Regions from separate parts of the Mus musculus genome. Here region 2 is linked to region 1. Evidence: chromatin contacts called from public HiChIP or PLAC-seq data. All regions are on one chromosome and are shown on one strand. The core of a region is the stretch at or near the end of the contact, and the rest is flanking DNA. Distances in the headings are between cores, read along the strand shown. Region 1 has its middle 16 kb from the start of Gm36859. Region 2 has its middle 42 kb from the start of Gm14642.

The links. HiChIP or PLAC-seq counts read pairs in DNA pulled down with a chosen protein or histone mark.
Region 2: a contact with region 1 is called in an H3K27ac HiChIP or PLAC-seq map of regulatory T cell precursor, with 3 times the contacts expected there. The contact joins two enhancer-like sites. A contact is called at or near these places in 5 of 115 datasets of contacts at active chromatin or transcription factors (double positive thymocytes, embryonic midbrain, fibro-adipogenic progenitors and 2 more).

The regions. Positions count from the first base shown.
Region 1 is chr2:173,305,993-173,309,209 of GRCm38.p6, forward strand. No RefSeq gene overlaps it. Among named protein-coding and RNA genes, the nearest start is that of Gm36859, 16 kb to the left of the region's middle. Within about 2 kb of position 1,774, at least 147 of the 459 cell types and tissues checked have an H3K27ac peak or open chromatin away from gene starts, as enhancers often do. A contact at or near this core is called in regulatory T cell precursor, where this site is marked.
Region 2 is chr2:173,435,035-173,438,251 of GRCm38.p6, forward strand. No RefSeq gene overlaps it. Among named protein-coding and RNA genes, the nearest start is that of Gm14642, 42 kb to the left of the region's middle. Within about 2 kb of position 1,762, at least 68 of the 459 cell types and tissues checked have an H3K27ac peak or open chromatin away from gene starts, as enhancers often do. A contact at or near this core is called in regulatory T cell precursor, where this site is marked.

The DNA of each region.
Region 1 (3,217 bases), core at 524-3,023:
ACACCTGAGTGTCCCAAGGGGCTCACACCAGCCTGTCTGTTATCCAGTGTGCAGGCAATGGCGCCAAGGAGTGAGGCTTTGTATAGAACCGATAAAAGAGAATTTATTGACTAAGATAAGGGCCCTGTGTATCCAACATGGCTGTCTTTCAATAGAAACACTGAGAATCCTGTAGCCGTTTGGTCCACAAGGTTGGGTCTCAGCTGTTGCAGCCTGGTTGAGGAGTCGGGAAAATTATTGAAGAGTTGCTTGACTTCAGTTGGAATCCTGGAGAAACTGGATTTAGTGTTGGCTGCAGCAACAGGATCGATGGTCTTGCTAGCAAAGAGTGGGGGGCAAGCCGGACAAAAAGCAAAGCTTCTGTCTTCCGTGTCCTTTTCTGTGCGCAGCCACCAGAAGGTGTGACCCAGATTGGAATAGGTCTTCCTGCTTCAAATAATCTGATTTTAAAAGCGCCCCCCACGGGCATGCTTAACATCTTGGGGTTCAGCTAATTCCAGATGTGGTCAAGTTGACAACCAAGATGAGCCATCACAGGCTTTGAAGCCAGTGTACCAGTGGTCCAGACCCTGGTGTACCTCAGCCCGAGTGTGAACTAGAGCCTGCCACAACCCTAGGGCTCAGTTTCCTCACAGTAGGGTAAGAACACATGACACACTGTGAGGCTGAGACAAAATATTCAAAAGAAGTGCCAAGCACAGGGTGAACTTGCAGAAAACAGTAGCCTCGAGATTAATTAGTATTGCTTTTGAAATGTTGTATGTGTGTGTATACACATGTACATATGTGTATGTATATGTTTGGTTGAAGAGGACTTCTTGTAGCCAATACTGGCCTCAAAGTTGATATATAGCAGGGGATTTACCTTAAAATTCTGATCCTCCTGCCTCCACCTCCAGAGGGCTAGGGTTACAGGCATGTGACCTTGGGCCTCTAATCCTCTTGCCTCCACCTCCCACCTCTGGGGTTACAGGCCTGCTCTTGTGAGGTGCTGAGGAGAAAACCATGTCTTCTTGAGACTGGACAAGCACTTCATAGCCTCATTGCTGAAATGCTATCAGCAGCTAAGAGTGCCATCAATTGCTCCTAGTGTCCCTGAACAGCGCCGGCCCATTCTTCTCCCTCTACAGATCGCAGTGGGGTGGAATCTCCTAGTGTCCGAGCCTCAACCCATTTTTAGAAGACGCATTCAGGCTTCTGAGTCCTTGGAACTTTGAGCTCCATCTGGGGCTGTCAGGCACCCCTGAGCCCAGCCCACAACCCCATGACTCACCTCTGTTGTCTGGGGAAACCAATCAGCCCAGAAGACAGTCCCGACTCCCCCGGGATCCCCAGCTGCTGCTCCTGGCATGAACAGTGCCACCCGCCACCCCATGCCTGCCAGACACTTGGGCAGGGTGCCAGACCTGACTGCCAGTCCCGCCTGGATGGCAGCAGACAGCATCCCCCCCCCCGCCCCCCGTGTGTGTGTGTGTGTGTGTGTGAGTGTGTGTGTGTGTGTGTGTGTGTGTGTGTGTGTGTGTGTGTGTGTGTGTGTGTATGTGTGTACGCTTTTGCATGCAGCTTATTCTCCCTTCTCGGGGCTGGGTTGTTTTGCTCTGGGCTTCAAATTCATTTTTAGATTCCAGCCTCCTTCCTCCCCTCCATCTCCCGATTCTATTCTTAGAAAGGGAACGGGGCTATGCTTGGGCGTCGCAGTGAAGTAGACAGAAGTTTGCCCACGTGCTCCGGCCGCCTGAGATAGACTTAATTAAAAAAGAGACTTTGAGCGGCAGGTTCACTGGCCGGAAACGCAGCTGGCTGCGGAGGCTGCCACTGCCTGGGGTGCCCATGGCTAGAGACAGCTCAGCGGTGGATGCATGCTCTGGCTGCCCCGCCTCCCCCTCCCCCTCCCCGCCCCCCCACCCCCACCCCCCAGGGCCCAGGCGGGATGCTCCTGGAGTCCGCAGCCCGCCTGATGGGTTATTGGTTAAATATGAACTCTCCAAGCGTGTTGGCTGCTGAAAGATTTTTTCTTTTAATTAGATAAATAAATTTTAAAGGCTATGGGAGCAGGGCTTCCTCCAGAAACCAGAGCCAGCGAAATAAGCTTTGTCTGCTCAAAGGAAGCTGACCTTCCTCAAGACCAGTCTAGGATCTCTCCGGAGGAAAGGCAGGGAGAGGAGAGAAGAAGGGAGGAGGTGGCAGAGAGCAAGAGGAAGGAGAAGGGGGGTTGAGAGCCTCGGGGTCCCAGAGTGAGTGATTATCTGGAAAGAAAGGCAGCTAGTAAGAGGACCAGAACCTGAAGGAGGAACCAGACCAGTAGGTTAAAATCCTAGCTCCGTGCATCCCAGCTGTGTGACCTCAGGCAAGAGGCTTAACTTCTCTGAGCTTCTTTTGTCTTATGTACAAAACAATACGTTTTGTTTTTTAAGCTCCCACTTTAGCAGCCCCTGGACAAGACAGGAAATATTAATTAATCTAAGTTCATCGTGATAATAAAGGTCCCACTATAGAGAAAAGAGGAAACGGAAGGCAAGAGCTTTAGTATGTGGAAGAACAAGCCTGGAAGAGCGAGGCTGGCCAGCTGCATTGTGGGCTTTAAGTGGCCAAAGAGGTTCTGCCTGGACACTTGGGCACTCTGGGGTCACTGTGCCAAAAGAAACAGGAGCTGGAGTTATTCCTGGGCAGGCGTTTGGGCACCCAGACTCAGCTGGGCCCTGTCCATGTGACCCAGCCCAGGAGCCAGGTATGTGATTGAATGACTTTCCAGAAGATTCTTGCTCCGTGTCGGGTTTCTGATCCGTAGAACTGTTACGGAATGAAATAGCTGTTGGATGTTAGTACCCAGCAATAAATCGTAGAAGAAACAGGTGTGTTGGACAGCGTTATGTTGCTGTGACGAAACACCTGAGGCAAACACTTTAAAAGCAGGAAAGGTTTGTGTGGTTGGTAGTTTTCATTGAGGCCAGTCTCAGCTGCTCAGCTGTATTGGTTTGCCTCTGGGATGTCGTGGCACTCAGAGTGTGAACCAATATCCCCAAGGCCAGGCCCCTGAGTGGACTCACTTCCTGTTAGGCCCACTGTCCCCATCCCAGCAGCCCCACAGGCTGGAGGCCATGCTGTAGAGATAGATGATCTTAGGCAGGTTGGCATCCTCACCCAGGGGATAGCCTCCCTTTGATTTCCCAGGATAGTGATCCAGTCTTACTGATTATTAGAAATCACAGAGCCATTA
Region 2 (3,217 bases), core at 512-3,011, 130 kb after region 1:
GTATCAGCACCTACCACATGAAAGCCAGTGTCTGCCTGTGCTCCTGGAGGGATGGACCGCTCACGACCTCTCAGGAAGTTCAATGTCAGAAACTGAGATGCTGCAGCTCTGCTCTGAGGTCCTGGCTTCCCACCCTAAGCAACCCCACAGCTGACCCAGCCTGACCAAGCCTGACCCAGCACAGAGGGCCAAAATTCCTGCCACATGGTCTCTGCACTCAAACCTCGTAGGAGGGTGAGCCGCACAGGTCTCATCTGGCTCAGTGATTCAGCTACAGTCACCCAGCCCAGGGGCAGCAAACAACGACTTCAGGCAGCTGCTGCACCCTGAGGGTCTGGCAAGTCCCTGACAGCTATTTCTAACTCCCAAGTGCGTCCCCCTTTGATGACAGCTACTTCTGGACACAGAGACAGAACATGGGTGAAGCCTGAGACCACCCTTCCTTTCCTCTGAGGCTGGGAACAGCCGCTTCTCCCAGAGGACTCAGAGGTCAGAGCAGCCTGAGAAGCAGGCCATGGGTTCGAATGTTTCTCTGGTAGCCATGGCCTGGAGCTGAGGCTGCAGCTCAGCAGATGTTTCAGACAGCTGCAGTTGCTTCTAACACACCAGAGGCCCCCAGCCAGGAGGACCGGTGGAGAATGGATCTGCCTCTGCCATTGATCAGTACCTGAATAATACATCAAGGGCCTCTGACTTTAGCACAAAAGCCTGGCAGGTCGGTCTCTGCAACCAAACTCCCTTGGGACCAGCCATGCCAGTGGCTATACCACTGGGCAGATTCTCAAATCAAGAGATGAATGGCAATTATATCTTCAGCCCCTGTGCCCTGTGCCCTGGGGTTAGGCCCTCACCCCTACCAATGGCTGTCTCCTGGGAAGACAAGCTGCCCCTGCCCCTTGAGGTCAGTCACTAACAGCGCCATGATCTCTCTCACTTCGCCTTTTCCAGAGCATCGTGCTGTTAGAATCATGCACAGAGCTTTTCCAGGCTGGGCTTCTCAACTTTTTTTTTTCTTTTTTTAAACATACATAAGTTTTTTTTAAAGGGGGAAACTTTGTGTCACCCTCACAGGTGGGATCTCAGATTTCCCTGCTAAAACTACGAGGAAGTCACATGGATATCAGCAAGAATGGAGAATTCTCGATTCAGCAAAAGTCATGACAAAACTAGCAAAGATGCCCAAATTGACTTTTCTCAGGCTTCTGGAAATCCAGCACAGATCTGCAAAATTCCAGGGAGAGAGTGACTGTGGAGCGCCTGGCAGCATTTTAACCGGATGCATTTCCATAGCTTTCTCATCACCCAGCCTAGAGTCAGCAGCCGGGCCTCTCCCTGAGGGGACAGTGCCTCATCACCAGGAAACTGTAGTTACTCTGTCCTGGAGTGACTCTACTTGCAAGGTTGCCTTCATTTGACCTAATGTGGAAGATTTTGTTTTGTTTTTTTGTTTTGTTTTGTTTTGTTTTGAAACGGTAAGACGTTACGGATTCACCCGCTGGATTCCGGTGAACCACATTTTGAACAAACTATGAGCTAACCAAAAAGCCTAGGAGAAAGCCCAGGAAGAGAAGCTCCATGAAGCAGGCGGAGAGCAGGGGAAGACAGCAGCCACCAAACTGTTCATGGAGACACTTCAAATTCCAGCAGGTTCCTCATGGCTGTGTGCTGACAGAGGGTGCATGCTCAGAAGAGACCCAAGAAGGCCCTGGGCTCTCACTTCTTCCTCTCCACAAAAATGTAAACAGCAGGAAGTGACAACTGAGAGAGAGCCAACCACTTCCTGGTAAAGTACTAAAGGTGCATTTAACATAGACAGACACCCTGTCTCTGGAGGGGAGGGGTAATTCCAGGCATTTCAGCTCACTGCCCCATCATCGACTTGTAAGCAGCAGTATTGCAGGATCCAATGAGAAAAGCATACTACAAGATGTCAATAGACTCGAGGGTAAGAAAAGCTGGGGTGGGGGTTCCCTCACCACACAAGAAAACTCCTGGAGGCTGGAGAAATGGCTCAGTACAGAGAGCTTGCTGCGCTTGCAGAGAATCTGGGTTTAGTCCCTAACATCTGCATGGTGGCTCCCAACCCCTGGAACAGAGTTCCCGGATGCCTGATACTGTCTGGCCCCCACAGGTTCCTGTGCACCCTTGGTGTACATAAGCAAATGCAGGCTCACATGCATGCACATAAAAAATAATCACAGATAAGTATTAAGAAAAAAAAGATAACACCTGGCAAAATTGGCATGTTTTCATGATAATAGTACGGAGCAAACAGGAGTGGAACCAGTTGCATGATCCTCTCTGTAGACGCAGCAAGCTCCCCGTAGCATCCACACGCTCTCTCGGTAAGACCACTCAGCAAGCTACAGCTAGAGTAGAACCTGCCCACATGGGTCAGAGGTACCTGTGAAATTCTCTCAGCTGAAATCCTACTTAATGACAGGAGACAGTTGGTTCTCCTCTCCCAGCAGGTACAAAGCAGAAGTGTCTAGTCGCTTTTCCTATTGTACTGGACATTCAAAGCCCGAAGCTGGGTCACTCACTGAGTACCAGGGCTGTTCTCCAGAGACTATCACTTGGAATCAATCACAGAACAATCTGAGCCAGGGACTGCGCATCCTTAATTCTACAGCCCGAGACAGTGGGGGACTCACCAAGAGCACCTGTGGGGCCTGGAGAGATGAGCGCAAGTCACTCTTGTAGAGGGAGGACCTGGGTTCAATTCTCAGCACCCACGTGTCAGCTTATAACTCCCTGCAACTCCAGTTCTTGGGGATCTAACACCCTCTTCTGGCCTCTGTGAGCACCAGACATACACATGGGACATTTACATATGTGCAGGCAACCGCTGATATGCATAACTAATTCATAAATCTTTTATTAAAAGGAGTCCCTGCTGGTCAGAGACCTACAGGCAGAGGCAGACTGGTGACCCTTTCTCTGTGCCTAAGCCTAGTGCTGGATGCTCCTACCAGTGATGTCACTGGATGCTCACATCAGTGATGTCACTGGATGCTCCTATCAGTGATGTCACTGGATGCTCCTATCAGTGATGTCACTGGATGCTCCTGTCAGTGATGTCACTGGATGCTCCTGCCAGTGATGTCACTGGATGCTCCTATCAGTGATGTCACTGGATGCTCCTATCAGTGATGTCACTGGATGCTCCTACCAGTGATGTCACTGGATGCTCCTGTCAGTGATGTCACTGGATGCT